Regions from separate parts of the Macaca mulatta genome. Here region 1 is linked to region 2. The links are chromatin contacts, called in public Hi-C maps. All regions are on one chromosome and are shown on one strand. Each heading gives the region's core, a stretch centred on a gene start, on an enhancer-like site or on the middle of the called end of the contact. The rest is flanking DNA. Distances are from core to core; before and after follow the strand shown. Region 1 holds the start of DNAJB5 (DnaJ heat shock protein family (Hsp40) member B5). Region 2 holds the start of STOML2 (stomatin like 2).

Region 1 (4,633 bases), core at 379-2,878, 110 kb after region 2:
AAGCTCTTTCAGGATCTGCCTCCTTTTTCTACTTCTGCTTTCCTCCCTCCTTCCCTTCCCCCCTACCCACAGGCCACGTGTTGGAATGACAAAGGAGCCCCATGGCATGGCACTGCCTTTGATGGAGAAGAATGAGGAGGATGTTAAGGTAGAGGCAGGAAGGAAAAATGGGGAGAAAATGGCAAGGGGGACTGTTGAGGTACAGGGAGGGGAGATGGCTGATACCGAAAATGATGTACTGATGGAGGGGGATGAGTGACAAGTGGAAATGGCTGAGGTGGAAAATGGGTTAATGATGGGTTGAAAGGGAGGAATGTAGAGAGTTGAAATATTGGAGGAAATGTCTGTGGAAAATGGATACCTGAAGGGTTTGAGATAAGAGGAATGAAAAGGGGTGCAATTCATTCAAATATGTAGGTGAGGCAGGAGAGGGGTCCCTGTATGTCACGGAGGGGATGAGGATGAGGTGGAGGAAGCAGGAAGGCAATGGAAGGGATGGCCGTGTGGAGGGTTTGACTGGGTATGGGTATGAGTGCCCTTCTCCGGAGGGACTTACCGAAACTTTACAAACCCATTCAGCGTCCACGCTCGAAGTTTTAAGGGCTCCAGCTGAATTTTAAACATCAAGCTGGCTAAGAAGTCTTCTCCCCAGGAGTGTGGGAAGCTCCGGAAAGCTCCTCGGGCCTGTAGTGGGGGTGCTGCTGGGGGTGGGCAGGAGAGCACTGTGCGCTTAAACATGCCCAGCCAAGCCCCTCACCTCTGATCGCTCCACCGGAGCCGGCCTGAAGTGCTGCAGCTCTGGAAGCCACCTCCTCGGACTCTCAGAGGCGCGTGCCCAGCAAGGCCTGTCTGGCGCAGCAGGTGCCGGACCTGATCCCCAGGTGTGGAGAGTGAAGGGAGAGGACCCGTGGCCACCTGCTCTCAGGTGCAGCAGTGTCTGGCTGGCTGTGAGCGGCTGTATGGCAGCGTGTCAGTGAGGCTGGGAGTGCAAGCGTGTGTTTGTGAGTGGCAGCGTGTGTACCTATGACAGGTGTGATTGTGAGGGCCCGAGAGGCAGTGAGCTCCTGTCGCCTCTCCCTGGGGAGGACCCGACCCCAATCCCCAAGAACCTACTCAATGAAGTCACTGACGGGAGTCTCCTCCCTCGCGGATGGGCGGGGCAGAGCGGAGCTCGGCCGGGACAAAAGGCGCGGCGAGGAGAGGAGGGGAGGGGGCTCGGGCGGGGGAGGGTGGTCGGTGATGTCACCCGCTCTGGCTGGCTGGCCTGCTCACAGACGCCTCCGTCCCACAGAACCCAATCTGGTCCGGTCCGACCCGACCCTCCCCTCCCCTCCCCTCCCCTCCCCGGCTCAGACGCTGGCTGCCCCCTGTAACAGCCAAGCCCGGGTCGAGGACTCCGAGCACCCTGCAGACCCCAGGGCCCCGCACCCCCACGGCAGCAGAGCCTACGGGCCCTCAGTGTCCCAACCCCCCAACACCAGGAGCCCTGGCTTCGCGACGCCCCGCTCCCGGGACCCCCGAGTCCTGGCTCGGCGCCCTCACCGGTGAGGAGCTGCGGGCGCCGCCGTGGTCCGTGAGACAGCCGCTGCCCCCTCCCCCGGCTCCGGCTCCGCCGCCTCCACCCGGGACAGGAGTCGCCTGCCCGCCGGCCGCCGACAGCGGGACCGGGAGCCCGCCCCCACGGCTCCGCCTCCGCGCCGCCCATTGAACCGCCTTCCCGTCACTCAGTTCAGCCTCTGCTGTGATTGGGCAATTTTCAACAAGCGGCCTGGTGATAGCCGCCCATCCTCCGCCCCTGTCACCCGGCCACACGCGCACACATTCCAGGCAGTGATTGGTATGGATCTGATTGGCGCCCTCTGGGATCACTCAACCACGCCTCTTTGCCATCTTGTCGTGCCATTGGTGAAAAAGACAGAGGGCGGCAACGCCACTCGGCCTTTGATTTCATTGGCTCGTGCCTGAGACTCAGACCCGAGCCCGGGGCAACTATATTAGTCCAATCTCCGGGTTGAGAAGGTGGGACGTACTGGCCACTGCTCGAATCCCAGGAGAACCTTCTGGAACCCTTGCGACGTCAAAGGCAGCCTTAAAGGAAAACTGTACCCACCAGTTGGCCGTGCGGCCGTGCATTCTTTTCTTTCTTCATTGGGGGCAAGGGGGAGAGAACAGTGCACTCTGGGAGGTGTAGTCCCTGGACCGGGGCCAAAAGGTCAGCGCTTCTTACTCGCCTTTCAGCCAACGGTGTAGCCACCTCGAGCTGACCTCATTTAGCTTTACCTTACCCTGACCCCGCGGTGGCCTGACGTGACCTAACGGAATCTCTAACAGACCTCACGGATGCCGGGTTTCAGAGCCCTCCGGACCTCTTCCCTGAGGGAAACGGATGGCTCTGCCCAGGCCGGCGCCTCCAGGAGTCTCCCCCGCCCACCCTCTGTACAGCCCCTCATCCTCGCGCCCCTCCTCAGCGACCCCGCGGTGCCCATTTCAGTCCCCTTTCTAATCAGTCTCTCATCCTGCTTCCCCCTGGAGTGCCTGTGTTTTAGCCCTTTCCTTCTTGGCCCTCAATGATCTCCTGTCTTCCTTCCCGCAGTGATCCGTTTTATCCTATTCTTGGTTCTTTCTTTACACCTCCGATCTCCTATCCTAGATCTCCCCTTTAATCTTTCATCTCACTCCCCAAGATCCCCTTCCTTACCCTCAGAATCTCTAGTCTCCCCCACCCCCCATTAAGTCATTAGATCTCAGCCCCAGTGTCCCCGATGCAGGGAGCAGGCGGGGCTGCGGAGGCGGTCGCCGGCGGAAGCCGCCACTCGAGCAGACACGGTGCCTGGCGCCCACGTCACTGTCTCCCAGGCCCATCTGTGCTCGAGGGAGCGGGGGTGGGGAGGGAGTAATTTGGGGGTGAAGTCGGGGAAGAGTGCTGGGGGACTGACGATAAAGGAAGGGTCAGGCCAGAAGCTCTCCTTTACTTCTTTCTTTCCTATTTTCCAGAGACAGAGTTTGGACACCCATGAGGTCTTGCTAGAAACTGCGGCTTGAGTACCTGGGCCAAGAGCAGAGCAGGGAGGGGGCCAGGGTCCTGGGGTCAGTTCTGCAGATTCTTCACTACCTGCCTTCGTGCCAGGAGTCACTATGGGGCTCCCAAGGGTAAAGGGGCATGAGGTGTGAAGGAAGAAAGAGACTTGGGGTGAGAGGAGGATGGAGAGGAAGTGGGGTTGGGGGCCAGGAGGGGAGCAGAGATGGGTGATGAATGTGGGGGAATGAGGAGCATGAGGAATTTGGGGAAATGGGGTTGAGGGAGGGTAGGTAGGGAGAGGGAGTGGTGAGAGGATGGGGAGATGGGGTGAGGGGGATGAGGAGGGCAGGGGCATGGGGCAGATGAAAGATAGGGTGGGAGTAAGGAGGGCAGAGGAAAGAAAGGCTGGGGAGGGGCGGGGAGTCAGGGTGGGGGATGAGGAAGGGTGAGCAACGAAAGGATGAGGCACAGAGATGGGGTGAGGAGGAGTGAGGAAGGGGGAGGGTAGGGAGGAGGGATGGACTAGTGTGACACAGAGATGGGTGAGGTGGGGTGAGGGGCCCTGCACCGCTGCTGGCTCCTCAGATCTGGGGGCTCTCTCTCTCCCACCTCCAGACTTGTGGGGCCCAGGCTGTGGGTGGCTCTCCTTCTTCCTATTCCAGTTCTGTCTCTTTTGCCTCCCCCAACCTTCCCTGTGCCAACACGGAGGCAGAGAGTTTAGTCACCAGCCTTTACCTGGCCCCTGCTAATTCTAAAGTGTAGGCTCGGACCTTTGAGGGTGCGGGACTGTGCCTTTAGGTGTTGGTGGCACGGACTCCACTGTTTGCCTAGTCCGCAGTTCCTGCCTTCAGTCCCATTGTCCTGGGTGTCAAGTGTGTGTGGTGCTCAGTGTGGCATGGACCGTGGCAGTGTGGTCTGGAGTCTATGCACCTTGTGAGCTTACACACCACACTGGCACCTCATCTCCTTTGTAAATGGGGATTGGTGCCTCAGGGGGTTGTTGAGAGGGTTAATTAAGGTAACACAGGTAGTGCACTTAGTTCTGAGCTGGGCATGTAGTTTATACCCAACCAATGGTTAACTTGGTTAACTCAACCAAGTTAACCATTACTCTACATGTTCACAGATGCTGGGAGTGTGAGTGCATCTGTAAATCTGTGAGTCTGATTGGGAGTTATTTATAGTGTGATACTGGTAATGTGATTTGTGAGTGGATCTGTGCAGTTATTTTTGTGTGGTGGTGTGCCTGATTCTGTTATATGTTGTAGGTATATGATTTTGAGTCAGTGTACATGTGTGAGTAAATGACTGTGCGGGCATGTGTCTACATGACAAAGAGTGGATGAGGTATGTGGCCGCTGACACATTGACACCATGTCTGCCAGCGTATGCACGCATCTGCGATCATGCCAGTGCCAAACGCCCCCACTCACCCTCCCTCCCCTTGGAGACGTCATAACCCTAGGTGTCCCTCATTTCCTCACCCTGAGGGAACCGGAACCCGTGGGCAGGGGTGGGGGTGGGTGCCAGTGAGGAGGTGTTTTAGACAGAGGCACATGTTCCCTCCCAGACTGTATAGGGAAGGGAGCCCCTATCCTGCTCACATCCCAAAGG
Region 2 (4,602 bases), core at 570-3,069:
CGGAGCTACCCTGAGGTTGTCCCAAGTTCCCAGGCAAGTTATGCCAGCGTTGCCTCCCCATCCTGGGCAGGGGCCACTTATTATTTTATTTATTTTTAATTTATAATTTATTCAAATTGGATTGCCTTGGTAACCTCCCACACCTGATAATTGGCATCACTCCCCCCCCTTCCCACTCTCAGATATTGCTCCAACCTCAAGAGTTGAAGAGGCTTACGCCGGGGGTAGGAGGAGAACTGCTCTCCCTCAGCTGAGGGAAGAGGGGCTATTCCAGAGGGACTGAGTCAGTAGCCAAAGACTCAGCTTCCCCTGCCCTTCCCCTAGTCCCTTCACTTCCCCTACCCTCTGACCTATCTCTGAAAGCCAAGTTAGGCGTTTGTGTGTGTACACGAGCTTGTCTTTGTGTGGTGTGTGTGTGTGAGAGAGTGTACATGTATGCACACACACAGGGGTTAACCACCCCTCACCTAGGGCTCCAGACTCCAGTTGTCCCTCTCCTCCTGCCTGTGTCTCCTTGCTTTGGGGTCCTGACTGAAGAAGGTGTCCAGGGGGCAGAGTCAGGGCCAAGCACTGGGGTGCCTCCACTCACCTGGCCAGACTCTGACCCACCTACCTCAGCTGGGGTGAGGGGCACCCCTCAAACTCAGTCATGTGGTTCCAAACTACCCCATTCCCCACTCCAGACTCTGACCCAGCCTCAGTCCTGACTCCTGAGGCTGGGCTGAGGGGAACAAGCATTTGCTGAAACTTGAAAAAACAAAGCAAATCAGAAACAGGAAAAAATTGTACCTGGTACTTTTTTTTAGAAAAAAAAAAGATTAAAAAAGAAAGAATAAATTCTTGTTTGGAAACTTGAACTAAGCTCTACTTTTGTTGTTGTTGTTGTTGGGGAGAGGGTGCGAAGGGGGATAGAGGGCCTTCCTGGAGCTGGGACTCAGCCCTTTCTACCAGAGAGGAGGCAACAGGCCTGGGCCCATGAGGTCTTAGGCTAGTCCCTGCTGATTCCTGGGGCCTGGTCTTGCTCCTTTCAGAGGGGTTGGTGGGTAAAGTTGAGTCCTAGAAGCTGAATTCTGAATTGTAGATCAGGATTCTGATACTGGTTCTGTTAATGACTTTAGCCCTTCAGAACTTCAGTGCCCTCATATGTAAAATGGAGGTGACTACGGAGGTCTCTTGACTACCAGAACATCAGGGATGTGTGCAAGGTGACGTGCTCCAGACAAGGTTGAACGTTGAGGCTGTTTGCCGGACTCGGTATTTAAGACCGGGCATAACAAACCTTGCTTGGAAAGAGAGGGAAGGAGCTGTAGTGTCTTTGAGGAAAGAGGGGAGGGGAAAATCTCGTCCCAATCGCCAGGCAATGTTAGGCCCAGTTTCCATGGCAACGGGATTGGGGTCAGTCCCCAGTGGGAGTCCTGGGCACAACACCGCGGGACTACTATAGAATGTCACTATGGCAACCATGGCAACGAGTCAGCTCAATCCACTCGTCGCTATGGTGACGGATGGGCGCGATTCTACGCTCTGGTGGGCAAACTGAGTCTCGGGTGAGGGTGAAGAATTCAGTGCGTGGTGTCTGAGTGATATGCACGCGAAAAATAATTTGGCCATCAGGCCGGGGATCTTGGTCGCGAACAGCTAAACCCAGAACAACGGCAGCCTTCGGCCTTCTCTTGAAGGTCTGCGTTTCCCAGGGAACAACTTGATGCGCCGTTCGACCAAGTAACGCTGATTGGGTGAGTGTTGAAGGGAGTAGGGAACGGCCGGAAGTACATTCGGGGGAGCGGAACTGCAAGAGGAAAGGCTCGGGTAGGCTTCTGGGAGCTACCGCTCCGCTCGTCTCGTTGGTTCCGGAGGTCGCTGCGGCGGTGGGAAATGCTGGCGCGCGCGGCGCGGGGCACTGGGGCCCTTTTGCTGAGGGTGAGAGCGAGGCAACCTATCCAGAGGGTCGGGACAGAGATCACCTGGGTCCTCCGCTGGGAAAGAGCGAACTTCCAACTTTCGGAGAGGACTGGGGTCAGAGGTCATGGTCCCCATGTGATTCTCTCTCCGAGGATCCTGAGGGTCGTGGTTTATGGAGATACCTTCAGGACCGAGGGGCGGCGTGTTTGGCCAGATGGGATCTCTGCTCACCCTCTTCTTTCTTTCAGGGCTCCCTGCAGGCTTCTGGTCGCGCTCCGCGCCGCGCCTCCTCTGGATTGCCCCGAAACACCGTGGTACTGTTCGTGCCGCAGCAGGAGGCCTGGGTGGTGGAGCGAATGGGCCGATTCCACCGGATCCTGGAGCCTGTGAGAACCTCTTCTGCCCATCCTGGGCCAGCCAGATGACCAATCCCTCACGACATGGAGTGTCGGGAGGACCTCTTTTGGGCCTGCCCGCACTGTTAGCTCCCGACTCTGTAGGCCAGACCTGACAGGGCTGAGGCTGCTGACCATCATCCCCATGTTACCACCTTTTCCTATGCATCTCACAGTCCCCATTCTTGGGAATCTCCTCTGCCCACTCTCTCAGCCCTACCTCTCAGTCTGCATTGAGATGGCTATTCTGCCAGCTCCGATTCTCATGACTCTCCCTTCCATTCAGGGGCCTAGTCTTGCATTCCTATTCTCTTGGGTTTTCTTACCAGTGACACTTCAGCCTTATGAGGACTTATTTCTTGGTAGCAGCTGCTGCTTTTCTGGGCATGTTCCATGTGTTGACTCCATACATACTCCAGGACTAGCTTAGGTCTCAACCCAATAGTTCCCATCCTTCTGAGGACCCATGACTCCTCTTCCCAGGGTTTGAACATCCTCATCCCTGTGTTAGACCGGATCCGATATGTGCAGAGTCTCAAGGAAATTGTCATCAACGTGCCTGAGCAGTCGGCTGTGACTCTCGGTGAGGGGTTCAGGGTGACATGGGTGCTCTGAGGCTATTAGGATGTGGTTGCTGTAGATCCACAGCTTAGGAGAGAGAACTGGTTGGGACCTAGAGGCCTGACTTTCCTCCTTTTCTCTCCTGGTTCTACAGACAATGTAACTCTGCAAATTGATGGAGTCCTTTACCTGCGCATCATGGACCCTTACAAGGTATCTGCCCCCTACTTTATCTAGCCTTTTCAGTTGCCCTCTTCACTAAAATCTTGTGCCCAAGCTTCTTACACTATCCGTGTCCGTTTCAGGCAAGCTATGGTGTGGAGGACCCTGAGTATGCCGTCACCCAGCTAGCTCAAACAACCATGAGATCAGAGCTCGGCAAACTCTCTCTGGACAAAGTCTTCCGGGTAAGCAGATCTGAGCCAGAGTTAGGGTTTGAAGACACAAACCTGACACTCAATCTTTTCTGAAGGTCAAGATCAGTCCCAGGCCCTTCTCAGTGTAGGCCCTTGATAGGTAAGTTGAAGCTGTGGGGCTTATGCCTCTCTTTTTCCAGGAACGGGAGTCCCTGAATGCCAGCATTGTGGATGCTATCAACCAAGCTGCTGACTGCTGGGGTATCCGCTGCCTCCGTTATGAGATCAAGGATATCCATGTGCCACCCCGGGTGAAAGAGTCTATGCAGATGCAGGTGGGAGCCAAGGAGGGGTAGGAAAAGGACCTCAGGGTGCTCCAGTCCCAGGAGGATCCAGACTTCCCTCCTGTTATGATGGGTAGAGTTGCAGGTCTGTATAACTTTCCCTTGGCTTGTTGATTGGGATTGTTGCGGGCTTCCAGGTGGAGGCAGAGCGGCGGAAACGGGCCACAGTTCTAGAGTCTGAGGGGACCCGAGAGTCGGCCATCAATGTGGCAGAGGGGAAGAAACAGGCCCAGATCCTGGCCTCCGAAGCAGAAAAGGCTGAACAGATAAATCAGGCAGCAGGTCAGGAGAGGGTAGAGGCTGAGGGAGGAGCAAGGCATGGGCCTTTGAAGATTGGTGCTGGGGCAGAATCTTTGGGTACTTTGACTTCATGGGTCAAGCAAGCTCTGTCCCTTCTCTTGCAGGAGAGGCCAGTGCAGTTCTAGCCAAGGCCAAGGCTAAAGCTGAAGCTATTCGAATCCTGGCTGCAGCTCTGACACAACATGTGAGAGGCCCCTGGGTGGGAATGGGGGACAGGAATTGACAGTGGAAGGGGTTCTCTTATCTATGCTTAAGGAGAGTTCCTGCCTCTGTGGGCTCTGTTGAACCAGATTACATAGTCCTTTTTATTGTGAACTGCTTTCTTCATTCCCCATCCACCCCTTCTTCTCCGTATCTATAATCTCTGATTTTTATCCCCCTGTGGTCACAGAATGGAGATGCAGCAGCTTCACTGACTGTGGCCGAGCAGTATGTCAGCGCGTTCTCCAAACTGGCCAAGGACTCCAACACTATCCTACTGCCCTCCAATCCCGGCGATGTCACCAGCATGGTGGCTCAGGTTAGAGCTCTCTGAGGACCCAGCACAGAGCACCTGTGCCAGGGACCGAACTGAGACCCCACCACCGTCATCAACACTTAGATACCATAAAGGTCTTCAGAATGCCTTGGCCCTAGACATCCCTTCATTCTTTGTAGAGATGGAATCTAAGAATGAAACATCTCCACTCAGTCCTGCAAATATGGAAGTTCTTGAGATACCTTTTTTTGGTAGATACCTGTGCT

Evidence for each region. A called contact is a pair of places that touch in the nucleus more often than the background predicts.
Region 1: a contact with region 2 is called in a Hi-C map of CD4 T cells, with 3 times the contacts expected there. The contact joins the promoter of DNAJB5 here to the promoter of STOML2 in region 2. A contact is called at or near these places in 2 of 14 Hi-C or Micro-C datasets (CD4 T cells and fetal cortical plate).

The regions. Positions count from the first base shown.
Region 1 is chr15:64,732,079-64,736,711 of T2T-MMU8v2.0, forward strand. DNAJB5 (DnaJ heat shock protein family (Hsp40) member B5) reads right to left here and starts at 1,629. Exons shown (of 5, transcript XM_077965911.1): 1 at 1,543-1,629; 2 at 557-698. LOC114672767 (a long non-coding RNA gene) reads left to right here. Exons shown (of 5, transcript XR_013404756.1): 4 at 73-148.
Region 2 is chr15:64,621,645-64,626,246 of T2T-MMU8v2.0, forward strand. It overlaps STOML2 (stomatin like 2), which reads left to right and starts at 1,820. Exons shown (of 10, transcript NM_001260882.2): 1 at 1,820-1,920; 2 at 2,151-2,288; 3 at 2,781-2,880; 4 at 3,013-3,071; 5 at 3,164-3,265; 6 at 3,415-3,549; 7 at 3,696-3,840; 8 at 3,963-4,042; 9 at 4,250-4,378. The coding sequence starts at 1,876. ATOSB (atos homolog B) reads left to right here. Exons shown (of 9, transcript NM_001193876.2): 9 at 1-867.